Linked DNA regions of Mus musculus: all the other regions are linked to region 4. A link is a contact called in public Hi-C and promoter capture Hi-C data. All regions are on one chromosome and are shown on one strand. The core of a region is the stretch at or near the end of the contact, and the rest is flanking DNA. Distances in the headings are between cores, read along the strand shown.

Region 1 (4,043 bases), core at 876-3,375, 140 kb after region 4:
GAGGAACCACCAGCCTCTCTGGCCTCCCTCCCTCGCTGCACTGCTCCTGGGCCCACTCCACACCTGCCGTCTCCCTGCCCTGTCCCTACCCTGTGTTCTCTCATGTTGACGCTGCTCTCCCCCTGGCTCACACCCAGAGATCCCAGGATAAGGTGGGGTGGTGGGAAGACATCTGGGGCCGTGGGAGCTGCCTCTGTTCCCAGTTTTCACTAGCCTCTTCTTGTTTCTTTAGGAAGAGAACACACTCCCCATCATCAAAGGATGAGCAGTCAATCGGGCTGAAGGACTCCCTGTTGGCCCACTCTTCTGACCCTGTGGAGATGCGAAGGCTTAACTACCAGACCCCAGGTAGGGTTGATCCCTCGGCCTCTTGGCCTCCAGCTCAGTCCCACAGGTTGTCAAAAGACCTTAGTGCACGCTCACTTCTGGCTGCTTCTCTTCCTTTTTTGTTCCGTTTGAATTGACATGATGGGACTTCATGATGGATGGGGGCATCCATATTGAACAGGTGGACAGGCTAGGAGACTTCTAGAGACAACAGAGGTCCCTGTGTGTCTCCAGTCTCTGAATAGATGGACTGTAAGAGACCTCTTGAAGCCCTCAGCTCTGGCACAAGTGGTCAGTCTCAATATCTGCCCTCTGGCCCTTAACAACAAACACACACACACACACACACACACACACACACACACACACACACACACACACACACACACACACACCAGGCTGTGTTAGAAGTGAGAAGCTGTAGCAGACAGAATGGTAGGTGAGGGGCTCATACCTGGCCCTTGATGAAGGCTATTTCAGGTTCACTGTGCAAGGGTGTAGGGTTCCTGCTCCAGGCTCAATACCTGTCCCTTCCCCTGAGCTGCTCTCATGTGACTTCGAACTGTTCCTTCCACCTGGAATATCACTCCTTCCCTACACCCCAGAGGTGTCTCTCAGAGAGCGACAGTCTCTAGCTGTAGCTCCAGGACCTGGCTGGCTCAACCCGTCCTTGTGTTTATCGTGTGGTAGATTCTCGCTGGATGCTTGAGCACACAACAAAGGAATGAGTGAATGAAGTCATGTGTGCACACTGAGGGCTTATGTTTGTGTGAGGTGGTTATCACTGCGCATCAAATTACCCCTAACCTTCAAGGCTTAAAACAACAGTAATTATGTCTTCTCTCTCACAGTTGTTATGAGTCAGGAATTGGGACAGGGCACGGTAGGATACCCAGCCAGGGTAGGCCTTCAGCCGGAAGATTTGAAAGCTGGGAACTAGAATCTTATAAAGTGGGGCTGGCAAATTATGGCCTGGAGCCAAATACAGCTCACTGTCTGCTTTATAAATAAAATTTGCCCAGCACACCACCACACCCATTCATTTCTGGGGACATTTGCACTACAAAGGTCAGTTGACAACTAGAAGGTGGAAGAGAACCCTGGGTGTCTGCAAGCCTTTAGCACTGGTTTTCTGGCCTTTGGTAGTGAACTTTGCCAACCCTAGGGTGGTTTGTTCCGGTGGGAGGTAGTTGGCAGACGAGCTAGCCTCTTTGTGTAGCCTGGACTTCCTTATAGCATGGCGACTGAGTTCCAAAGACACGTGTCTTGAGAAAGTGTTCCGTGTGGACCCAGCGGGCTGTTGTAACCAGTGCGTGAATCTGTGGTTAGAGGAGGCTGCTCTCAGAGGGTGCCTCACTTTGTGGGCACCAGACAGAAAGTTGGGTTGGAGGTGGTTCTAAGTGGAAGCACAGTGTGTATACATCAAGTTAAACCCCTGAAGGGTATTTCTGCAGCATTGGAGCCAAGAAGTGACCGTGACCGGCAGGCTGAGCAGCTTAGACTTCATCCTGACTGACCAAGGGAGTCATTGAAGGTCTTCATCAGAGGAGCAGCAGAGCTGGCTGCTTCTGTGGAGAGCGGGCGGGCCCTGGGGAAGACATCAGGCAGTTAAGTGGTAGGAAAGGGAGGCAGGAGAAGAACAGAGTCTGGGAAGCTGAAGGTGGTAAGGCAGGTGAGCTGAGCTCACACAAGGATGCAAAGCCAGTTCTGTGTCTGCTGCCATAGAGGATATCCAAGTGGCAGTAGGCCTTTGTGTCTGGACTTTGTGCTGACCTCAGGCCGGGAGCCACCAGTGTGAATGGTACCAAGGATCAGGTAGTGGTCAAAGCTCAGAATGGGCAGACTCTCCCGGGACGAGCAGGAAGGGAGAAGGGAACAGGCCGCAGGATGGTGGTGTTATAGGGGAGCATGCAGGCAGAGGTGTGGGCAGAAAGGTTCCCTGTCTCAGGTGCTGGCGTAGTGTGGCACTGAGAGGGTAGGGCCCATAGCTGTGTTGAGGTATAGGACCCAAGCCTTCAGGCAGAAGTATTTCCATGGGTTGAAAAGCAGCAAAAGGGAATGCAGAACGCTTTTCCATATCAGTGTGTGAAGGATGTCATGGGCACATGACATCCCTGAGAAGGGAGGAACTTGAGATTTTAAAAGATTTTTCATTTCCGGTATGGAGACCATCTGAAAATGGCCAAGGTCAGATTTTGAGGGGGTGAGGGCTGGGCTGGAGTGACTTTATTATAGGGTCTCAAGAGGCCACTCAGACCTATGTTGCTTGGAAGCTCTCTCTTTGGGGGAGGGGGACTGTCTGTTACTGGAAGGCACGTGAGCTGACCCACTCTTTCTGTCTGTGCCCCTTCCTCTTGCCCTTCACCTACAGTCCCTTCAGTGTCGAACCGCAGAACCAGGTGACCAGAAAGAGGGTTCCTGAGCTCTGCTCCTGTCCCATTGTTTTCTTTTGGTTTGTTTTCTCTGCAGGTTCCAGTGCCCCCAGTTGCCCGAATATCTCAAGTTAGTTTTCAAAGTTCCCACATTGGTTTGGGGACACTTTGGCTTCAGTGTGTCTCCACTCTTCTACTTCCTCACGTCTCCCCACTTTCTCCTTGCCCTTTTCCCCTTGCCTTTATCCCTTCCCTCCCCTTCCGGCGTCTCCCTTCTCTCTGTCCCCTCCTGTGCTCACTGGCTTCCTCCTGTATCTGCTCTCCCACCCTCTCTCCTTGTCCCTGCCTCCTCTGGTCTCCATCCAACCCCTCTGTGTGCCTCCGTCCTGATCCCTTGCCTGTCTTTGTATCTTCCTCCCCATCTCTGCTTCTCTCTCTCCCTACTTCTATGCCACTCTGCCATTGTCTTTGCGCTCCATGACCATTCCACCCACACACTTGGTGCCCGGGGTGACAGGGTCACCAAATCTCTGAGGTGACTGGCGTCAATGAGGGGTCGGGGTAAGGGGGTGTCTGTCTCAGACAGGTGTGGTAAGAGCCCAGCTTCCACCCTGTTCCTGAGCTCGAAGCCCCGTCTTAGTGGGAAGAAGCCCCTTGCTCCTCTTAGGCAGGCCTGGCAGGCAGAGAGCCCTGTTGTCCCGTGCAGCACCAGGTCATCTGGACATGCTTCTGTGTGCTCACAGTACACACACCTCCATCTCTGGCCTCCCCTGATGCCCAGCCACTGTGTGTTCTCCATTCCTGTTGCCGCCGCCGCATGTGCTGTTGTTTCCATGCCACCAGTGCTGAGTACTTCATGATCACACATGTTCACACATGCCTTGGGCTGTCTCTACCACCCTGACCAGAACTCACACTAATGCCACCCATGTGTCTGCCCCACCTCCCCCAGGTATGCGAGACCACCCGCCCATCCCCATCACTGACCTGGCAGACAATATTGAGCGCCTCAAAGCCAACGATGGGCTCAAGTTCTCCCAGGAGTATGAGGTGAGACACCCACCACTCCCACCGTGTGTCCTCAGTCTCTCCAAGTCTGGTTTTGTTTTGTCCTGGGTCCCACCTGAGGTCGAGGATATTGGGATGTAGGCCAGGGAGATCAATAGCAAAGTTCAGTTGGGGAACTGGCCGTCATAGGTGTTGGGCTCAGCCCACAGGCTCACCATAGCCCTCTGGTGGTCACCCTAGGACATGCTTCAGAAGGCTCTGCTAGGTGATGCCTGCAGAAGCAGACACTGATTTAGTAGCAATGGCTATAATATCTAATCTCCAACAAGAACAGGC
Region 2 (4,150 bases), core at 600-3,099, 190 kb before region 4:
CTGAGAGGAGGAGAGGAGAGGAAACTGGAGTTGAATTTGGATGTAATATGTGAGAGAAATGTAAAACAAATACATAACTAAGCTGACACTTAGACATACAGACCACGCTGCTCTGGACTTAGGAGGCTCCCTGTCTTCTGCAGCGAACAAAGCAAAGAGGAAGCCAGGCCAGGCACAGTTACCCTGTGCCCTGATCTGGGGAAGATTGACTTGGATTTCATTCTGTTGTTTGGGATTTTTGGTGGTGCTGCTGCTGCTGCTGCTGCTGGTAGTGGTTTGTTTAGTTTTTTAAATACACATCAAATGCAGAGAGAAGAACATACTAACATATAGTTTACAGAAGGGGTAGGACAGAAGATGTGGGACAAACTGTACATTCTCCAACCAGTCACCCTCTGCCCACTTGGGGCATGGTGTCTAGGACCCAGACTTGCTGATTAGAAGCAGAGCCCTGAACCATATCCCGGTTCCACCTTGAACACCCCTGTGGACACCCAGCATTGTCCAAATGCATCCCTGAGGCCCTCCAGGACCACACAGCCTGGGCCCAACTTGTCCTTCTGGTTTCATCCCAAAAGCTCAAAGGTCAAAATAGTCACACCGTCAGTCAGTTCACACTTTTATTTAGCCAGCCACTCAACAAACATTTATCGATTACCCTACGCGTACAGGCTACCGCTGGCTGCTGAGGTCATGGTGGTTAGTAAACTAGTACTTATCCCTGCAGTGGCTGGGGATACACCTCTGGGTCAGGGGTGAAAGCTAACTAACTAAAGATCTGTTGCGAATGAATATGGAAGAAACACGGGTCGTGAGTGCAGTCGGATCAGCCAGATCAGCCAAGGCATTTCAGCTCAATGATTCAAGTTGGCCAGACTCGGCCAGAGAGAGGCCGGAGGTAGGTGGGGGACAGTCCAGCTGAAGGGCAAGGGCTTCTTTTGCCTTGTCAAGAGTTGTGAAACTTATCCAACTGTCCAGCTCCAGCTGTCTACCTGAAAGGCCTCTACCCACTCATGGGGCAGGCTAATCCTGCCACTCACTTGAGGCCTCAAGGAAAATAAACAAAGGGCTTATTGGGGGAAAGCCTAAGACAGAGCTGGAGCTAGGTTTGGGGTATCGCTGATGCTGGACGCTGGGGCTGAGGATACAGTGGGATTCAGAACTAAAGTCCAGAATCAGCTGGAATGAGGAGGTTTCAGGCCAGTTGGAACCTCCTACTGGCTCTCCTCCTGCCTCAGCCTCTCAGGGTGCAAAGATTGCAGGCCTGGCTGTAGATCTTCGGGGAGGGGCTGAAGGTAAAATTAAGTTGGAGTTGTGGGGTGGGCTAGGGCTCAGACTGGGGCAGAGGGCCAGCATTCTTTCCTCCTGCTGACCCAATCTGCATATTGTGTTTCAGACCTACCAGCAGCGGACAGAAGCCCCTCCCTTCCCAGGAATGTCTCAGCCCCACTGAAGTCGCAGGGCCACGTCAGCCAATTGGCTCAGGCCCTGCCCTGGAAACAGCACCTGTTAATCCCCCCCTCCTTCCAGCTCACCTGGGTGCAGGTTAGGCAGGTGAAGCGTCTCCCCGGAAACAGACCTAGAGCGCCCAACCTGCTGGGTCCTGCCTGCTCAAATCGGATTCAGCACAGCCAGGCGTCCCGTGAGTGCCCCATACGCCCCACCCCCACCTTTTTCACGGGTTCTACTACCGGGAACCTCCACCCACGCTGGGGTCGTTCCCCAATAGACGGTGTCAGCACCTTCAGATGAGCAAGCCACAGTCCTGAGGAATGCTGGGACAGACTCCGCCCACGGTCCCTCCCCCAACCACCCTTGGGGCGTGGGCATTTACCCCACCCACCTTGCGTGCCAGGCAACCTCTCTGCAAAGGGCAGAGCGGTCCCCTACTCTGTCTCGTTGGAGTAAAAACGTGGTCTCGGCAGTGTGGTCCATGTGGGTTCTGATTCACCCCGAGTCTCTCTGGCTCAAAAAAGTATGTTTTGAGCTCCTTTGCCCCGTGGGAAGTCTAAAAGGAGTATGTTAGATGACTTCTCCCACTCCTCAGAATTAACTTCTCTGTCCTCACTTTTCAGAAAAAGCCTCTAAGAGGTGAGCTGGGGCTTCCCTGCCCCACTCCCGTCCCTCCTGGACTCGCAGCTGACACCTACAGGATCGGTCTCTCCTGCTGCCGGAAGTTGGGTTCCTTGCCGGCAGTGCTAGCTTTATTTTTACCTGATGTGAGTCATGCCGCCTGTCTTGTAGGGAACAGGTTAAATGAGTAACACTGTTAGATCCCTCCCCACATTCCCACGATGGGAAGGACTAGGCTGCGGTTCAAATCCTGAGTCCTCCTTTTGCTGCCTTAGAGAACACGTGGAGCCGTTTAGCAGGGGATGGACCCGTGGGGAGCAGGCAGGTTCTGGATGAGCGCCGAGAACAGGACTGGATAGAGATATGTTTAGAGGCAAGAGACAGCCCCTGGGGCCATGGATTGGCAAAAGCAGAAGGCGCTGAGGAGCCCCCGGAGTGGGCCGAGAGGGAGGGTGGGTGGTAACAGCATCTTGAGAAAGGAACACAGGAGGAACAGGTTCAGGGTAAGATGAGGAATTTGGGTTGGGCCCTGTTGCATCAGAGACGACCAGCACTGGAAGGAGAGACTTGGAGCATGCGTCTTCTTTTGCCTGACGGAGATAGGGTGGAACTAGAGGAAGAACGGTGTTAGGGGTCAGATCCTGACCCACAGAGAAGGAAGGGTACAGCCCTATGAGAGAAGGGTCAGGCTCAGCCTGCTGGTTCCAGAAGGGTTAAGTCACCAGCCTCCCTTTCCCATAGCTTCCCCCACCCAGGACCCAGCAGTGACAGCTGAGGCCATGTGAGTCTGATCCTGAATGAGGCATTATCTCTGACAGTTTGTCCTGTCATCCACTGTGGCACCACCAGCTTCCTCCGACAGCCTGGATGGAACAGGCCACCGAGACAGCCTGTGTGAGAGGTCAGGAGCTGGGCAAGGGGATTCTCTGAAGGGGAAGGGGAGCTCTGTGGTGGAGGGAACTCTGTTGGGGTCAGGGGAGGTGCTTTGGCAAGGTGCAGTGCTAGGGTTGTAGCTCTTGGGAATAGGTCCTGAGGACCCCGGGGAAGATTCTTGGGGCCCTTCCCTGAGACTCCCAGATGAGGCTATAGGGCCAGATGGGTGGGAAATAACTTGTGATCCTGTCCTGCAGGTGAGGGTAACCATAGCCTGGACTAAGAAGAGGAGACTGGGCTTCTCGCTGGCAACCAGGTGATGGGGACACAGGGTCACGACAAACACCCTCTGAACCCTGACAGTGATCCTCTGTCCTGACCCTGCCTGACCAAGCCATGTCCCAGCAAGCCTCAGTGGGCAGGGGGCTGCCCCCAGATGTGCTGGCAGAGCAGGTGGAGCTATGGTGGTCCCAGCAGCCCCGTCGCTCCTTGCTCTGTTTCTCCGTGGCCGTGATCCTTGTGGCTGGCTGTGGGGCCGGTGGTGTGGCGCTGCTGTCCTCCACCAGCAGCCGATCCGGCGAATGGCGACTAGCCGTGGGCACTGTGCTCTGTCTGCTGGCCCTGCTGGTTCTGGTGAAGCAGCTGATGAGCTCTGCCGTGCAGGATATGAACTGCATACGCCAGGCCCAGCACGTGGCCTTGCTGCGCAGCGGCGGAGGCGCCGACGCTGTTGTAGTGTTGCTCAGTGGCTTTGTGCTGCTGGTCACTGGCCTGACCCTGGCTGGGCTGGCTGCTGCCCCGGCCCCGGCACGGCCACTGGCTGCCATGCTGTCTGTGGGCATTACCTTGGCTTCCTTGGGCTCAGTCTTGCTGCTGGGGTTGCTACTGTACCAGGTGGGTGTGAGTGGACACTGCCCTCCGATCTGTACAGAGGCATTCTCCGCCCAAAATGGCCACGGTGATAACAGTAGCATCTTTAGCATCTCAGGACAGTTGTCTTCTGGCCAGCGTCATGAGACCACCTCCAGCATTGCCAGCCTCATCTGACAGAGATGGAGCCCTTCTTCCCATGCCCTGCCTCAGTATCCCCAGAACTTGTGGCAGACATTCACAGGTGCACGCATATATGTGTGTCGCCCCCACCCCCGCCATGGCATTTCATGATATGTGATTAGGAGCTCGTGTGCACCCTCATATCCATTCC
Region 3 (4,101 bases), core at 748-3,247, 220 kb after region 4:
TGCCCCATGAGCCCAAGTGGCCCTGGGTCAGGCTGTGGAGCAGGGGCTGGGAAGCTGTTCGCTGAGGTGGGCACCGTTCACGGAGGTGGGTGCTGTGGCCCGTTGAGCATCCAGGGCATTGTGGCTCTCTGTACCTCCTTTTGCTTTCCTGGAGGAGTTAACGGGAAGGATTGGACTACGGTCTTCTCAAGAGAGGTTTCACTTAAACCCCTTTTGATGTCATCAGCATCCTGATATACAGATCACTTCCTGCATCAGGATTCCATCCTTGTGGAACCAGGAGAGTATGCTGTAGGTGCTTGAATAGCAAGAGACCCTTGATCTCCCCATGGATTGCAGAAGCTGCCCTCTGCAGTGCTTGTCGTTGCTGATTGCTTCCCTGGAGGAAGACCCAGTCTTTGACAAGAAGAGGTGATCCTGAGCTGGTGCGAGGCTCCTTTCTGCACAGCCTCCGTATTCCAGCTGGCCTGAGCTTTGTGCCCCGGTGCTAGATGATGTGCTCGGTACCCCTGTAGCCTGGGAGCTGCTACTTAGTATTGGCTCTGGGGAAAGAGAGAAGAGTTTCACAGATGTTTTTTCACAGCTAAATCCTTGGAGCCAAGGAAAGAAGGTTGCCCCTCTGTTCTTCACTCGGGGATTTTCAGGGGAAAATGGCTGGGGCTGAGCGTTCGTGGAAGAGAGGAAAACTTAACTTCCTCAGGCACCCGTAGTTCCTCCCCATGAGTCTCATTACCTCAGCCTTGCTAAAGGACCGGATAATCTCGTGCCTGGTGTAATCCCAGCTCTATGGGAGTTGAGGATTGAATTCAAGCCTTTGAATGTTTGAGGCAAACGTACTACTGCCAAGCTATACCCGACAGCCCTCTCTACTTTTTTGTCCCTAAGAAGAGCCCACTGTGGGATGGAGAGATAGTTTAGCCCTTAAGAATACTTTTCTGGGGAACCCAGGTTCAGTTGTCACTGTCCACTTGGTGGCTTGCAACTGTCTGTAACTCTAGTTCCAGGGGCTATGAGGCCTTCTGGGATACACAGGCACTGGGACATACATTCATGCAGACACTAAAACAAAAACAAAATAAACCAAAACAAAACCCAAAGATACTGAGACCCACAAAGTTGTTGAATGTTTAATCCTGCTTCAGTTTAGAGAGTAGTTAAGTACGTACCACCACTACCATGATTAGTTAAGTCAACCATTCAAAAATATTTTTGGCCTATTATAAGAAAATTCCCAGTTCATAAAAAGCTATGGGACTTTCCCAAGTCTCATAAAACTGGCCTGTGGTTTTGTTTTTGTTTTTTTTTTTTTTTCTGGTGCTGGGGATGGCCTGGGGCTTTAAACTTGCTCAACTTCAAAGTTGGGTCTGCCTTAGGCACTTCCTGGCCAGTGTAGTCTAGTCTGGGTTCATGACCCACCACAGCCAAAGACTGCACTTCAGCTTTTTGCCAAAGCAGAAACTTATGTCTTGTATACCTTGTATAAGATTGGCATCTGAGAGTGCCAAGTTATGTCCCCACCTCCTCTTTGGGAAAATTCTGTATTAAATTCTGCCTTAGGATAATGCACTCCGCTGCAGAATGAGGGCGCGACCTCCTGAACTGGGTATGTGGGGTGGCTTTGTGGCCTATCTGCGACCTTTCTTCGAGGTCACGCCTGAACTTAGCAGGCCTCTTACCCTCACGGGATTGGATAGGGCTTCAGAAGGCGTTCTAGAGGTTACCACCAGCGTCAGGGGCTGACAGCAGAGTGGTGAAGTAGGGACAGAAGACTTCCTCTGGGAAGCAGAGGAAACCTGACCGCAGCCGGGCAGCCCCACGCACCGCAGCTCCACGCAGCGCTCCTCCCAAGCCCCAGCTATAGCCCGGGGATGGGGAGGGGATGGATTCGGCCTCTGGCTTCCATTGGGTCTCCGGGGTCCGGGCCCGCCCAACCCTGCGGCGAAGCCTCGCATTGGCCTGCCTGGCGCCCCGCCCGGTTCCGGTGCTCCCATTGGCTGCTGATGCCCGACCCCCGGCGCGGCCGCCGAGGCGGACCGCAGGATTGGTGGTCCCGCCGCTGCGTCCCCACCATGGCGGCGCCCGTGCAGCTTGCCGCGTCCTGGGCTCCCTCTGGGGTCCCCTCGGCTGTCCCCGCTATTCGCGCTGCAATTGCCTCCGCGCTCTGCGTGCGCCCTGGCGCCACCCGCCCCCGGCCTCCCTCTCTGCTGCGGTAAGGCCTGCCCTGCGTCCCCGAAGCAGCTCTCGGCCGCCGCGCCCCTCCCCCGGCCAGACCGGCCCGAGCCGCGCTGGGGACCAAAGCCCGGGCCCGGGTGGGGGCCAGGCCTGCCAGAGGGCCGCGCGAGCCGGGCCGAGCGCGCCGAGGTCACCTGTGTGCAGTGTCCCAGGCGCGCGAGTCTGAGCGCAAAGGAGGGTCACGGTCACCCGGGACCCGCTGTGGGACAAGCGCAAGAAAGTCCGGGGAAAGCCTAGCGGGAGTCACCAAGAGTAGCGGTTGTCATCTCTGCCTTCCCCGGGGCCAGATCCTCCTCGGAGCGACCGGGTCAGTTTATCAAAGTACGTCTTCTCGCTACCCTTTCTTCTGGAGTGCTTCCTCATTGTCTTCTCAGTGGTCTTGTTTGCGAGAGAAAAGCTTAGTGAGGACGGTAGATTTGGTTAGGCGGATGTCCCACAGATGTGTTTAGACTCCTTTTTACAGTAGCACCCATTTTTATGATTCCTCAATAAATTTAATTTTTGTCTGTTTCTCTAGAGTACGGGGAGGTGGTAAAACTGAGTCACTGTAATTAACCTAGGGAGTGACCGATGAAGGGAGCCGGCTGCTATCCCAGAAAGCAAAGAGTGCTTAACACATTTCTCTGAGGTCCTTTGAATTATTAGCACTATAGATAATGGGCTGAGAAGGAAGGAAAAGCCACGAGTTAGAGTTAGGTTCCTGACATGTAGCACAGTAGACATCATGACAATTCCACTTGTGTCCCTAAACTTTCAATTAAAGACTCAGAGGAATTGGATCCCGGGGTAGTAGGTGCACACCTGTAATAGCACTCAGAAGCTGAAGCAGGAGGATTGCTTCAGAGGCCAGCCTGGGCTACATAGAATAATAAAACCGTGTCAACAAGAGCCACATAGCAAGACCCAGTCTCAAAAGACTGAAGAAAGGAAAAGAAGAAAGATTGGAGGATTAAAAATTGGAGTAAAACCTTATGACCAGATGGGAGTTTCATATAGTCTCCTAAAATAACAGACATTTTGAAATATAAAGTGGTGTTGGTTGCTCCATTTCGCTAATCTGATGTCTGTGTCTCCTAACAAGTTATTAATGATGAAGCAAAGCAAGTGTGTTCCTAGAGACTAGTGAGCTTGCTCACACAGTCAAGCGCCTACTGAATCCGTGTTATGTTTTGTGCAAGGTGTAGACTTGAGGGGAACTTGGACAATTAAATTATGGAGATTGTTCTCTGGACCTCTGTAGGATGTGGAAGTGAAGCACACACAGATGAGAAACTCAGGGTGTGGCCTCTAGAATTCCAAGAGGAGACGGGAGTGTGTTTAAGGAAGATTTCATGGCGGAACTGAAGTTTTTTGAGTTGAGCCACAAAGAGTGGAAAGGCTACCTGGAGAGGAAGTGAGCCAGTGAAAATCCAGGATGCGGAAGATGGCAGAGGAGGACTCGATGCTGTGTGTGGTTCCAGGGCTTTCTTAGCAGCAGAAGAAAGGGAGATGAGGTTGTACAAAAGACAAGTTGGGGGCTGGGGATGTAGTTCAGTTGGTAGGGTCCTTGTCTAGCATGCAAGGAGCCCTATGTGATCCTCTGCACCTTGTAAAACCAGGCATGGCGTCACAGGAGGATACCAAACCCTATGTTCGTTCCAAAGGCCGGAAGTTTGAGCGTGCCAGAGGCCGAAGGGCCAGCTGAGGCTACAAAAACTAACCCTGGATCTTACTCTTAATAAAAAAAGCTTTGAATGTTGGAAAAAAAAAAAGAAGAAGTTCAAGGTCATCTCTAACTACACTGTGAGCTTGAGGCTAGCCTAGTGACCCTGTTGTAAACAAAAGCAATCCAATGGTGGGTTAGAGAAACACCTTTGTCCTATGGGGATC
Region 4 (4,149 bases), core at 541-3,040:
AATTACATCGAGATGGTCCTTCGTGATTTTTTTGGGCGCACGCTGAATCGGGAATGGAGTGGGGGTTTCCCCACTAGGTCTATCAGTTGATCTCAGAAGAGTATAACGGAGTCTTTATAAGTAAAGGGCCCTGCTGACCCGGGCAGCTGCTCTATAGCTGGTTACTTATCTCACCTGTAAAGCCTCTTGTGTTTCTTGAAACAAATTTGAACAAATCTTTCATTTACAAAAACACAGATTTCAAAAATACATAGAATGTATTCCAAAAAAAGAAACAGGCTTAAATTCTTTTCTTTTTATGTGTGTGGGTGTCTTGCCTGCCTGTATGTCTGTGCACCACACTCGTGCAGTGCCAATGGGGCCAGAAGAGGGCATCGGATCTCCTGGATCTAGCTGCCCTATAGGTGCTGTGAACTGAGACTTGGGTTCTGTGGAAGAACAGGCAGTTCCAGTGGGGTTGTCTCCCGCACTCTTTAAATTCCTAATAGCAATGATATAGTGCTTTCTGAAAGGTATATTTATAAGGATCGTGTACACCTCTGATCCCAAATACTGAGGAGACTGAGACAGGGTCACTGTGGGTTTAAGGCCAGCCTGAGGAATGTAGGAAGACCTTGTCTGAGAAAAAGAAAGGAAGCTGGGTGATGGTGGCACAAGCCTTTAATCCCAGCACCTCCAAGGTAGACAGATATCTGTGATTCGAGGCCAGCCTGGTCTACAGAACTAGTTCTAGGACAGCCAAGGCTAAACAGAGGAACCCTCTTTCAGAAACCCAAACCAACCAAACAAGAAAAGAAAAGAAAAAGAAGTTTTATGAGGCTGAGCTCTACCCTCGAGTTTTAGCGCTCAGCCATTAACTAACTATTCACAGGTCATTGCTATCATAATGAAGCCAGTCTACTTGCTGAGCGCTGCAGATGCCCCCAGCCAGCTTCCACTGCTCTGCTCAGCTCCAGCTCAGGACATCCAGCTCAGGACCAGGCTCATCCCATCCTCAAGCCTCGAGCTTAGAGGTTCCACCCCTGCGGCTCAGCCTCAGACCCACCAGCTCACTGGTGCATCACCTGATTTCTTGCCCGTTTGCCGTTGAATTTTCTCTTGGACCTTTGGCTTGTTTGGCACATGTCTCTCGGCTAGAGTCCGATCAGGTTGTGGCCTCTTAACTAAGTTTAGCTTGTTAATCAATCAGCAGGTTTACAATCCAGAGTGACACCCAAGGGAAGACATCTTTATTAGCTCTTTGCTGTAAATCTCACTTGTACCAAGGTAATTGTAATTAAATCCTAGTCGCATCTCCACCTCCTGAGTTCTGAATCAGGAACTAAATGTTCTAACCCACAGTGAGCCACACCCTCTCCATATTCCTTTATGGCAGCAGAGAGAGTTTTATGAACTAGGTGGACATGACTCGCAATTCCTCTTGACTCCCTTATGGCTTTCAATAAAATATGGAGCACAGTGTCCATGAAAACAATTCTCCCCCCTTTTTCCATGCTAGGATTAGAACCCAGGTCCCTGTACATGGAACACGTGATTTTTCACCAAACTACACCCCAGCCTACAAAGTATTTTCTTCATTCATAACTTGATCATCTATAGTTTCTAGCACTTTCTGTCCCAGGCATCATACTAAATTATTATGCCAAGTTTTAACTTTTGCCCAGAGAATTTGCATAGGAGTAATGTTTCATTGTGGGATCAACAACCTGGATTAGCTAATGGATGAGAGCTAAAGTTCAAGGCAGAGTCCAGAGTCTCATCTGGTCATGTGATAGCATCCATCTGTGCAGTGTTGAAACCTTCTGCAGTCCTGTGTACAACACAAGTGAACCCTCAGTGAGATCCATCTGATACATTCCAGGTCGGCAAAAATGAAAGTCCATGGCAGATAGCCGATAGGATTTAGAACAACTGGCAAGCTTCCCCAATGCCAGTGCGAACGGAAATCACTCTAACCGCTTTGGAAAACAATTTGGCATGATCTCTAAAAGCTGATACGCCCTGGATCCAGCAGTTCCTCATTCAGGTGTATTCCCTGAAGAAACATTTGCACAAGTGTGGCAGGAATAAGCCTCGTGATATTCATAACCACATAGCTTACCCAGCAAAAGGCTAACATGGGCCAAACATCCACAGACACACACGGATGAGTGGTAGTACCATTACCGTGTCCCACAGAGAGGGAAAGGCAAAGCTGGTAGCTCAGGCTCAAAATTGAGTTTCCTCTCGTACTGGAGCAAGTAAAGTTTGGCTCAAAGTGAAAACATTAAGGTGATGGTATTTAAAAATCTCAGAAACATCATTTTGAGAGAAATATGTATGGCATGGCGTGCTTCCAGTTTTATTTTGTCAAAGATTTTTGTCTGATTTATATGCATGTGTCAGCAGGTAGGTGTGCACTTGAGTGTGGGTGCCTGTACTGTTAAGACTCGCTGGAACAGGACATGGATACTGGGAACGAATCTCTTCTGTGGTGGGATCCTGGGGTTGAACTTAGGTCCAGGCTTGTGCAGCAAGCCTCTTACCCACTAAGCCTTGTCACCAGCCCTGTTTCCACTTATACAAAGGCAGAGAAGCCACCACCACATGAGGAGATACAAACATCTCTGGGTTTTGTTTGGTTTCCGAGACAGGGTTTCTCTGTATAGCCCTGGCTATCCTGGAACTCACTCTGTAGACCAGGCTGGCCTCAAACTAAGAAATCTGCCTGCCTCTGCCTCCCAAGTGCTGGAATTAAAGACCTGTGCCACCACTTCCTGGCTAACATCTCTGTTTTTAAAAAATGTGAATAGCAATCACAAAGCATGATTGTGTCTGGAGGGGAGAGAAAAAGATGGTACTGGAGACCTGGGAAGTCACCGACATCCCTTCCCTTAAACTGGGTGGGGACAGCCATGTATGCTAATTATGTCTCGCTTCTTTATCGCTTACATATGTTTTGTAGGCACCAATTTTGTGTATCAGTTTCATATTTAATAAAAACAGAACTTTAAGACCTTCTGTGCGCATGCCTACCACCTGCTAGCATATTCTGTGCTAACATTTCATCATCTCAAAGCTTTGCTACAGACCCGGCTTCCTTGCACCGTTTGTATAGTTTGGGCTACAATTACTGTTTTTCAGATTGTTACTGCTCAGGATGGTGATCTGAAGACATGATAGGTGCCACAGTAATTGTCTTCTGACCAGGCTGGGCCAGTATAATATCTGTTATAGATGTTTCCTCCTTCTCCCTCTAAAAAAAGACACACACACACACACACACACACATACACACACACAGAGTACACAAGTGTGGAGACAGCCAGCCCAGGAGAGTAACACTAATGTCAGAGAGAAGAGACAAAGAAGAACAAAGTACTGCGTTTGTGTTGCAGAGGCTCTGTTAGGGAATCAACCAGGTTGCCTTTCTTGTTTCCTCTTAACTTTTTCCAAAAAAAAAAAAAAATCAAGATTTCCCAGAACTAACCTCCTGTTTACCCTCCCAGCCTCCAGCACTGTGTATACTTCAATAAATATCTGAGTCTATCAGTAAATTCATTGTTGTGTGTTGTCTGAATGAGAATGGCCCCTGTAGGTTCATATATCTGAGTACTTGGTCCCCAGTATGGTGGAGGTGTTTGGGAAGGATTAGGAGGTGTGGCCTTGTTGGAGGAGGTGGGGCCTTGTTGAAGGAGGTGTGGTCATCAAGACCAGCAAGGAGGAGGTGTGGCCTTGCTGGAGGAGGTGTGGCCTTGTTGGAGGACTTGTATCACTACAACCTGGCTTTGAGACTTCAAAAGTTTCAAGCCATTCCCAGTGTCTGTCTCTCTGACCCATTCTTGTGGATGAAGAAGTGAGCCTTCAGCTACTACTCCAGCGCCATGCCTGCCTGCCTGCCTATTGCAGTGTTTCTCACTATGATGGCCATGGGCTTTCCTCTGTAACTGAGTACCCCAAATAAACTCTTCCTTCTGTATGTAAAGACCTAACCTTAGGGCACCAGGATTTATATCATTTCAAGAATCTTTATAATTCAAACTACTAGCAGTAAATGGCTGGGTGGCCCCTACAGTGATGTAAAGATTCCAGTGCCTAACAGGGCATCTCTGTCTTTCAAAGTCATAGATTATGCCAGCGATTTTAGTTCACTCTCCTCATTAAGCTCTT
Region 5 (4,339 bases), core at 1,273-3,772, 140 kb before region 4:
GCCACACTAATATCGGGTGACATCAATGAGACAACCTACATGTCAGATAGACAGGAACTCTCTGTATTATCTAAAACTACTCTAAAAATAAAAATATTGGGCTGGTGAGATGGCTCAGCTGTTAAGAGCGCCGACTGCTCTTCCAAAGGTCCTAAGTTCAAATCCCAGCAACCACATAGTGGCTCACAACCATCTGTAACGAAATCTGATGCCCTCTTCTGGAGTGTCTGAAGACAGCTACAGTGTACTTTCATATAATAAATAAATAAATAAATAAATAAATAATTAAAAAAAAATCTTGTTTTCTTTTCTCTCTTTTTTTTTAAAAGCTTTTTAATGTGTCTGTGTGTGATCCCGTATGAGTAGGTGTGCCCCTTGTGTGTGCAGGAGCCTGCAGAGGCCAGAGGAGGACATTGGGTATCCTGGACCTGAAGTTACACGCAGTTGTGAGCCACTGTGTAGGTGCTGGGAACCAAACCCAGGTCCTCTGCAGGAGCAGTGAAGAAGCATTCCTACCCATCAGGCATCTCTCCCACCCCAAATAAGATCTCCCCGAAGTGTGATTCCTTTCAACATTGAATGACGTTCATAGAAGCTGATAGGTTGTGGCAGTTAGTAGTGTCAGTGATTGCCTCATTCCATTGGCCCACTGTCCTGGGTCTGAGGAAACCCATCTAGGCACTATTGTTGACATCTACACAAGTAATAAAATGAAGGCCAAGTAAACCTGAGAGATGCTCTCTCCTTTCCACCTGACATACAAACTCAACAAGCCGTTGCCAGCCATCCCTTCTTGCCTCCCTCCAGCATGAGCTCATCCCCAGCCCCAGTGGGGTCTTCTGGCCCTCCATTTCTCTAGTCCCCACTTACTGAGAAAGGAATATAGAAGTGACCAGATCAAAGGTGGAGGATGGTCTAACATAAAGAAAATTAGACTTAGCACCAAATAAACACCCTTACAGCAGACCTCCCACAATCTGGAGCCTCCCAAGTGCCCCAGAATACAGTAGGGCACAGAATGGTCACATCTCACGAAGAAAGCCAAAACTACAGCCGTAGCATTTCCAGGAATCTCTGTCCTTCCCGTCACCGCCTAAAGCTTGAAATGAGTCTGTAGGAAACAACTCCAGAGAGTCGATGGGTCTCCCGTGTTGCTATGGATACTGGTACACATCAGGAGGACCTGTTGGAATTGCCCATGCAGAGTCTCTTCTCTCTGTGCCACATGCACCTATGTAAAGATAGGGACCATCTCCGAGATCTTTCTTTCCACTTGCCTTACTATGTCACAGCCATGCTCCTAATACAATGGAGACTCCAAAAGCAAATTTAGCCAACTACAACTTCAGTCATTTACCTTACAACCCTCTGACCAATACCCTGCTAGACAAGTGCCACTCAAAATGCCATCCACAGTCCTGCCCCAGGTTGGGAAGCTACAAAGATGGGTTGAGATTTGGCTCTGCTGTACTTATCAATTCAATTCATCATTCAAATGCATGACCAACAGAACTATGCAGACAAGACCAGATATTTAAGAGTTTGAATGAGGCTGGACTTGGTGATCCATGTCTTTATCTCCAGCACTTGGAAGGCAGAGGCAGGTGGATCTCTATGATTCAGGCTGGCCTGGTCTACACAGTGAGTTCTAGGACAGCCAGGGTTACGTAGAAAGACACTTTCTCCAAAGCCCGGGTTAGTGCAGGGGTGAGGGTCAAATAAGTAGTCATTCCTCTCCTGGAGCCCCTCCCACTCTCAGGAGTTCTTCCTGGCTTTGTCTTAATAACTATGTTTGCTCTACTTAAAAACAAACAAGCAAACAAACAAACAAACAAACCACAGAGCTAGAGAGACAGTTCTATCATAACCTAGAATAAAATGACTCAGGAGAGACCAGAGAGATGATTCAGCAATTAAGAGCACCAGCTGGGACTGGAGAGATGGCTCAGTAGTTAAGACTGCTCTTCCAGAGGTCCTCAGTTGAGTTCCCAGTAACCACATGGTGGCTCACAATCATCTGTAATGGGATCCGATGCCCTCTTCTGGTATGTCTGAAGACAGCAACAGTGTACTCACATATATTAAATTAATTAATTAATTAATTAATTAATTAAAATATATTTAAAAAAAAAAAGCACCAGGTGCTTTTCCAGAGGACCCAGATTCATTTCCCAGCGCCCACATGGCATCTGTCTGGCACTACCACTCCAAGGGATCTGAGGCCCTCTTCTGGCGTCCATGGAAACCAGGCATGCAAATGATATATAAACAAACAAAACACTCTGACACTTGAAAATTTTTAAAAGAACAAAAACCACACGAGAGGGCTAGAGAGAGCTGGCTCAGTGGCCGAAACTTGCTGCATAGCATGAGAAGCCTGTGATCATATCCAGGGCACCCACAAGAGCCCAGAGTGCCTATACATGCGCTAGGAACCCAAGTACCTCGGGAAGCAGAGGAGACAGAGCGTGACTGGGTGTGCTGGCCACCGGCCTAGCTCTGGGATCAGTGAGAGACTCTCTGGAGTTAAGGTGGAAAGTGACAGAGCAGGGAATCTCTCATCCTCTGGCCTCTGGCTCAAGTGTATACCAGCACACGGCATACGTGTGTATGTGCGCATGCACACACACCACACACACAAGCATGTATAACACATGTGCAAACATGCACATATACCACATACACATGTACATCACACACACACACACACACACACACACACACACAAATAGATAATAAAAGAATTCACACAAGAAACCATCTGTGGCAGAAACATCCTATTCAGGGTGCACAGTAGGGCCACAGATTGGTCAGTGTGAACTGAGAACCAGTGTTAAACTGTTCTGTTTCTATTTTCAACCTTAAGAGGGTGTTTCTTGCTTCCTCATTACCCAGTCCTAGAGGAAAAAAAAAGTCTCTCCAAACCAAATGCATCAAAGCCCAGGCTTCGGCCACTCCCACAACCCCGCCCCCGCCCCCCGCCCACTCTGCTCCCATGACCTTTCCTGAACTCTTGAGCTAGAACCTCCAAGAACAGTCAGATCGTTAGTCTCTACCTGGAAAAAGTCCACTTCTATTTCAGGCTGCTAAACTGGGTTGGATCCTGGAGGAGGCGGGGGAGCATCTCTTCCTGAAATTGTGGAAACAAATTCATTTTCAAGGAAAACCTAATCCCTGAACTGGAGTGTGCCAAGAACCCCACCTCTGTCTGTGTCAGGCCAGGAAGCCTGGCTGGCCCTGCTCCTCATAACCCAGAAAGTCCACACCTCTCCACAGTGACACAAAGACCCCCAAAGTGTCTATGTGCCCACAGCTGGAATTTCCAGTTTGGGGAAGAGCAGCTTTCTTAGCAGTGAGCGCTCCACCTGATGTGGGGTTGGCCATGCCTTATTTTTTGGAAACAGTGTTTAACTTCTCTCTCTCATTAGTTTTGTCTGCAGGGGTTGTGGAGTTAACCTGACGAGCACCTGTTCATACTCTCATTTGGGGGGGGGGGGTTAATTTTCCAGAGGCCAAAAATGTAAACTATGCATTATGTTTTCACTCTTCCTATTGTAACAGCAGATGTAGTTACAACCCACTCAACATTTGTTTTCGGGGGTGATACTTCATTTGGCACTTGCTGTTTGTAAACTGATGGTATTTAGGTTATTTTCAACATATGTAAGAATATGTTTACACTTACAGGGCACTGTTTTATAATGCAAATTCTTTTTTTTAAAGATTTTATTTACTTTTATGTATATGATTACACTGTAGTTGTCTTCAGACTCACCAGATGAGGGCATCGGATCCCATTACAGATGGTTGTGAACCACCATGTGGTTGCTGGGATTTGAACTCAGGACCTCTGGAAGAGCAGTCGGGGCTCTTAACCGCTAAGCCTTCTCTCCAGCCCCCAGTAATGCAAATTCTTGTGTACACATTCTGCAACAGTTGTCTTTTGTTGATTGACAGACAATTATGACTGTGTTTTCCTTCCCAGTTCCAAATGGGGAGTCCAAGAGTCCAGAAGCTTTGCATGTGCTAACATCACAGCTTCTCAGACTTCCCCACTCAGAAAAGACACCTGTATTATATCTGCCATTTTTAAAAACAGCGTGTTCTCGGGGCTGAAGAGATGGCTCAGCGGCTAAGAGCTCTGAGAATCTGGGCATTTTAGAGAATCTGGGTTTGTTCCCCAGTACCCACACAAAGGCTCTCAACTGTCTGTTACTCTAGTCTCAGGGGCATCTGACATCCTCTCCTGGCCTCCGTAGGCACTGGATACACATGATACACAGACATGTATGCCGGCAAAACAGCCATACACATACCATAAAAATCAAAGTTGTCAAAA
Region 6 (3,986 bases), core at 1,044-3,543, 170 kb before region 4:
CACAACCCCTACCAGCACAGGCCATGCCCGGCCCCCGGTGCCCAGTCCAGGGGCCTCGGTTGATGCATTGATGGCCCCTGAGATGATGGCTGCAGAAAAAGAAATGGAATTACAAGCAGTCGCCTGATGGGACTCCTGGGGGAAGGGGAGGTGGGGAGGGACTGAGAGAGCGTGGGCAGAGAGAGCCCTTCCTCCGATCTCAGCAGCTTAGGGGACCCAAACTGTGCTCAACCATCCACACCTCTGTACCACTCACTTGTGTTTCCTCCAATCATGGATAGACCTGATGTAGGTGAGCCTTGGCCTCTGCCAGAAAAGTCCTGGCTCCAGAGACACCACAGGCTCCAGGTAGCCCCGGGGGCACAAGCCCTGAAAAATAGAAATATAGGGGTTATATAGAGATCGCACCTTCCACACTAGACTCACAGCCATGTTAGAGTACTATAAATGCTAAGACAGGGCCACTGTCCACACCACTGGTCCACGGAATAGACCCAAAGCCTATTCAGCTTTGGGTTCAGCTCTAGAACAGGCTAACAATGGGGTGTCTAATGTTTTTAATTACCATATCTTAAGGATTAGGCACTAGCAGTGTGCTCACAACATCCATTACATAAGTATAACTACTATTCCTGCCTCACTGTTATGCACATAACAGCCCCAAAAGGGAAACCGATTCAGCTGAGGCCCCAGAACTTTAACTCGGGGCTCTGACACCAGAGTGTAGTCTGCCACGCTCCCGGGCAACCTGATAGTAGTCAGAGCAGCGGCAGTTCAATAGCAATTGTGTGGAGCTACCCAGCTCTGGAGCAGACCGCAAGAACAGAACAGAAGAACGAAAGAACATAAGATTGTCCCCAGATAGCCCAAGCAGCCCTGCCTCTCTGTTCCTGCATCAGGAGCCTCTCCTACTACATCCCTCAGGCCTTCCAGTGGAACCATCTCAGAGGACCAACTGAGTATGAAAGGGCCCTGATGAGAGTCATAGCACTCAGGGCTGGGAGACCCTACGGGAAGGGCATGTGAGCTGGAGAAGATCACATATACACGATTAGGCTTGGAAGCCTCGGAAGAAGGTCAAGAGTGTATGGAGAGATGCATGGGATCCTGAGGCACAGCTAGGGAAGGAGGAAGGGGACAGTTGGGTCTGTGCAGTGTCTGCTGGAGGGTGGTAAGAGTCAGAGACATCCCTGGGCAGAGTGGCCGGGCAAGGAACTGAAGGACTCAGCTTTGGCCACACTCCTCAATGTGGTACCCAAAGGATGACCTGACTCAAGATGCACCACCTCCTTCTCCAGTGACTCAGCCCTCCTCCCTGCCCTCTGCCACAGCGGTGTCCAAGCTACCTACTCTTTGTCCCTCTAGCCACCAGCTTCGATCTCCTAACAGGCATCTAGCCACCTCCTATCCACTCGGGAAGCCAACCAGAGCCTATGACTACAGCTCCCCGACATGCCAACATGTCCTCTTCTTAGGTGTGGGGGACTCAAAACCCAGCACGAGACCCCGAGACCAAGCATGTTCACTTCTGGGCTCTCATTCAAATCAGAGTTTTCATTCAAATCAGACCTTCCGGCTGGTGAGGTTGCTCCAGGGTCCACAGGTGACCTCTGACTCCTCAGCATCCAGTCAGAACTGGCCATTACCAGCCACACACTTCCCTGAGGCAGAGGGCTGGGTAGGCTGTGTAGGCTGGGTAGGCCTATGGTTGGGGGCTGGGAAGCTGGGTTTCTGGGCTTAGTGCACCAGGCTTGTAAAGTGAATTCAGGGGTGTGGGGAGAGATTGTATGGGGAAAGGGAAGCCTCAGAAACGGATCGTGCCTAGTTGACTCATTCATTCCCAGGAAACCTCTGGTTGCCTTCTGGGCCCTCTCTCGAGGCAGTCAGTATTCAAAAGACAAGAGTTTGTTATACTACCATGAGTTCATTTAGACTTTTCAAAGGTTTTATACCCGTTCCCTTTCTCCCCTGCCCTGCTCTGTGAATTCTTCCCAAAGACATAGGCAAAGTCACATCCCAAATGCCTCTGTACTCACAACCCACACCTGTCTGCCCATCCCCCTCCAACTGTCATTTCACAACCCACAACACAGTAATGCACACCCCTCAGATCTGCAGATACACACACTCAACTGGATCTAGTTTCTCTGCTGCACGCAGGAGCCCTTATGGATCAAAAGAGGCCTGAGCACCCTCTCCCACGACCCCAACGTCCCCTTTCCGCTCCCACCTTCAGACACTTTGCACAGTCCGTGGAGGTGGCTTCCGGCTGAGACTGCTGAACCTGGACAGGTGGGAGGGCCAGAGCAGGCGCTTGACTCACCTGGAACACTGGCTAGGTGGGCGGGGCGGAAGTGCAGGTGAAGGGAAGGCGGGGCACCAGCCAGGATTTGCAGCGTCCTCAGCAGGGAGGACTCACTCTAACACATTGAGGGGGCAGTAGGCTTGTTCCCTCCCCCACAGCTGCGGATTAGTGCAACTGGAATGCAGAAGGGGTCCAGCCTGTCTCCAAAAGGACAGATCTCAGCAGGCACCCCTACCAGCCCTGATAAACAAGTGGATTTCCAGTGCCGGTACAAAGTTCAAAGTTGAAGCCGGGAGTTTTACAGACCTGCAAAGGCAACAAGCCAGATGGTACCATGAGGGGAGAGAGCAATGAACAGTCTTCCCAGGCAGAGCCTGAGGAAACCAAGCTTGCTCCAGACTTCCCTGAAAAGTGCTAGCACACGGTGCGCGTGCACCTGTGTGTGTGTGTACACTGAAGTATCTACTCAAGGGGTTCAAACCTTTCTTCAGGTCTCCTGGTCCCCTTGACTTGACTTGCCAGACCCTTGGCCCTCTCTCTTCTTTCTCTTTGCCTCTATCCTGAGGACGGATGTCTCATTTCCTTCAAGATACAGCTCAGGGTCACCTCTACCCTGGCCAGCAGAGTCCGGGACACTCTTGGTTCAGTGTTTGTCAGGAACTTGGCCTCATTCCCACCCAACCTGCCTCCTAGCTACCTGGATGGTCTGTCTTCCCAGGGTAGAAGACAGTGTCAGAGGCACTCTGGGCTCTCATTACCCAGCACAGTACCCGAGGCTGGACACCACAGGACCAGGAGGTCACAGCTGGAGAGGGGGCTGCCCAGAGCGGTTGCCAAAGAAAAGTTCTGTGATGTCCTCTGTTTACTGACAAAGGGCTGCGGCGAGAAGGAAAGTGAGCAGGAACCGGAAGGGTTAATAACTTACAGGGTGCAGGCCTATGAAAATCTGTTTTATCTTCCTGAGAATGTGTTAAGACATTGAGTGGTAGGCATTGCCTGCAGCCCTGGCTTATCCAGAAGCCATGGTTGCTTCTCCATGCAGACAATTGGCCTATCCCAAAGCCCTTCCCAGTTGGGAGCAGTAGCCCTTTCCTCTTGCCTATAGCCTTAAACTGAATGCCTGTCTTAATATCCATTATTAAGTCCTGTGGCTTTTTAGGTCACTCCTGCATTTTTCCTTCCCACAACTGCTACCTAGCCTAGACTGGGACGCTGGTAGGGGGTGTGGCTAAGTGTAAGTTTAATTTTATTTTGAAAGAGTATCTGTGTGGTCCAAGCTGTCCTGGGAAGATGTCTTCCTCTTTCTGTTTCCTAAGTGTTGGAGTTAAAGGCACGTGCCGTCACAGTCTGTCTTGAGAGTTCTTGTTTTGTTTTGTTTTGCTTTGCTTCAGCAGGGGCATGGTGGCATGGTCTGCAGGCTGGGAGTTGGTGTACAAGGCCTGGAGTCTCTAAGGATGAAGTCCCACTTCACTGGTAAGAGCCCCTTGACACAGTAACTCCCACCCTTCCCACGTCACTGGGCCCCTTTCCACTCTACTCTGTGCCCCAGCTCACCTCCTTTCTTTGCCCAGACCCTGCAATGCTCCCTTTTCCCGGGCTCTGCACACTGTGACCCCAACTTTCCAACGCCGACACTTCCAACGCCTGCGCCATTTCTAACTCTAGCATTTCCACCCAGAAG

The links. Promoter capture Hi-C pulls out the DNA fragments that hold promoters and counts their contacts. A called contact is a pair of places that touch in the nucleus more often than the background predicts.
Region 1: a Hi-C map of liver shows a contact between it and region 4, with 3 times the contacts expected there. The contact joins two enhancer-like sites. A contact is called at or near these places in 3 of 39 promoter capture datasets (hippocampal neurons and liver), 1 of 15 datasets of contacts at CTCF or cohesin (CD8 T cells), 19 of 484 Hi-C or Micro-C datasets (the G1E-ER4 cell line, LSK cells, Sertoli cells and 11 more), 3 of 115 datasets of contacts at active chromatin or transcription factors (embryonic stem cells and pancreatic cancer cells) and 2 of 9 other capture datasets (adipose tissue and pancreatic islet).
Region 2: a Hi-C map of liver shows a contact between it and region 4, with 4 times the contacts expected there. The contact joins the promoter of Tmem125 here to the enhancer-like site in region 4. A contact is called at or near these places in 1 of 39 promoter capture datasets (liver), 1 of 484 Hi-C or Micro-C datasets (liver), 6 of 115 datasets of contacts at active chromatin or transcription factors (embryonic stem cells, extraembryonic endoderm stem cells, hepatocytes and 3 more) and 3 of 9 other capture datasets (adipose tissue, liver and pancreatic islet).
Region 3: a promoter capture Hi-C map of liver shows a contact between it and region 4. The contact joins the promoter of St3gal3 here to the enhancer-like site in region 4. A contact is called at or near these places in 5 of 39 promoter capture datasets (embryonic stem cells, liver and neutrophils), 4 of 484 Hi-C or Micro-C datasets (embryonic stem cells, liver and trophoblast stem cells), 3 of 115 datasets of contacts at active chromatin or transcription factors (embryonic stem cells, memory CD8 T cells and pancreatic cancer cells) and 2 of 9 other capture datasets (adipose tissue and liver).
Region 5: a Hi-C map of liver shows a contact between it and region 4, with 2.8 times the contacts expected there. The contact joins two enhancer-like sites. A contact is called at or near these places in 4 of 39 promoter capture datasets (hippocampal neurons, liver and pre-B cells) and 2 of 484 Hi-C or Micro-C datasets (liver and nephron progenitors).
Region 6: a promoter capture Hi-C map of liver shows a contact between it and region 4. The contact joins the promoter of 2610528J11Rik here to the enhancer-like site in region 4. A contact is called at or near these places in 7 of 39 promoter capture datasets (HPC-7-derived erythroid cells, embryonic stem cells, epiblast stem cells and 3 more), 1 of 484 Hi-C or Micro-C datasets (nephron progenitors), 1 of 115 datasets of contacts at active chromatin or transcription factors (embryonic stem cells) and 3 of 9 other capture datasets (adipose tissue, liver and pancreatic islet).

What each region holds. Positions count from the first base shown.
Region 1 is chr4:118,216,798-118,220,840 of GRCm38.p6, reverse strand. It overlaps Ptprf (protein tyrosine phosphatase, receptor type, F), which reads left to right. Exons shown (of 33, transcript NM_011213.2): 21 at 233-348; 22 at 3,652-3,749. Among named protein-coding and RNA genes, the nearest start is that of Mir7226, 8.3 kb to the right of the region's middle. Within about 2 kb of position 2,125, at least 22 of the 459 cell types and tissues checked have an H3K27ac peak or open chromatin away from gene starts, as enhancers often do. A contact at or near this core is called in liver, where this site is marked.
Region 2 is chr4:118,541,425-118,545,574 of GRCm38.p6, reverse strand. It overlaps Tmem125 (transmembrane protein 125), which reads left to right and starts at 1,849. Exons shown (of 4, transcript NM_172383.3): 1 at 1,849-1,975; 2 at 2,076-2,219; 3 at 2,815-2,974; 4 at 3,204-4,150. The coding sequence starts at 3,343. The coding sequence ends at 3,993.
Region 3 is chr4:118,132,842-118,136,942 of GRCm38.p6, reverse strand. It overlaps St3gal3 (ST3 beta-galactoside alpha-2,3-sialyltransferase 3), which reads left to right and starts at 1,997. Exons shown (of 12, transcript NM_009176.5): 1 at 1,997-2,553.
Region 4 is chr4:118,354,597-118,358,745 of GRCm38.p6, reverse strand. No RefSeq gene overlaps it. Among named protein-coding and RNA genes, the nearest start is that of Szt2, 53 kb to the left of the region's middle. Within about 2 kb of position 1,790, at least 11 of the 459 cell types and tissues checked have an H3K27ac peak or open chromatin away from gene starts, as enhancers often do. A contact at or near this core is called in hepatocytes, kidney and liver, where this site is marked.
Region 5 is chr4:118,499,139-118,503,477 of GRCm38.p6, reverse strand. No RefSeq gene overlaps it. Among named protein-coding and RNA genes, the nearest start is that of Tie1, 11 kb to the right of the region's middle. Within about 2 kb of position 2,522, at least 15 of the 459 cell types and tissues checked have an H3K27ac peak or open chromatin away from gene starts, as enhancers often do. A contact at or near this core is called in liver, where this site is marked.
Region 6 is chr4:118,525,582-118,529,567 of GRCm38.p6, reverse strand. It overlaps 2610528J11Rik (RIKEN cDNA 2610528J11 gene), which reads right to left and starts at 2,293. Exons shown (of 3, transcript NM_025572.2): 1 at 2,231-2,293; 2 at 257-369; 3 at 1-89. The coding sequence starts at 275.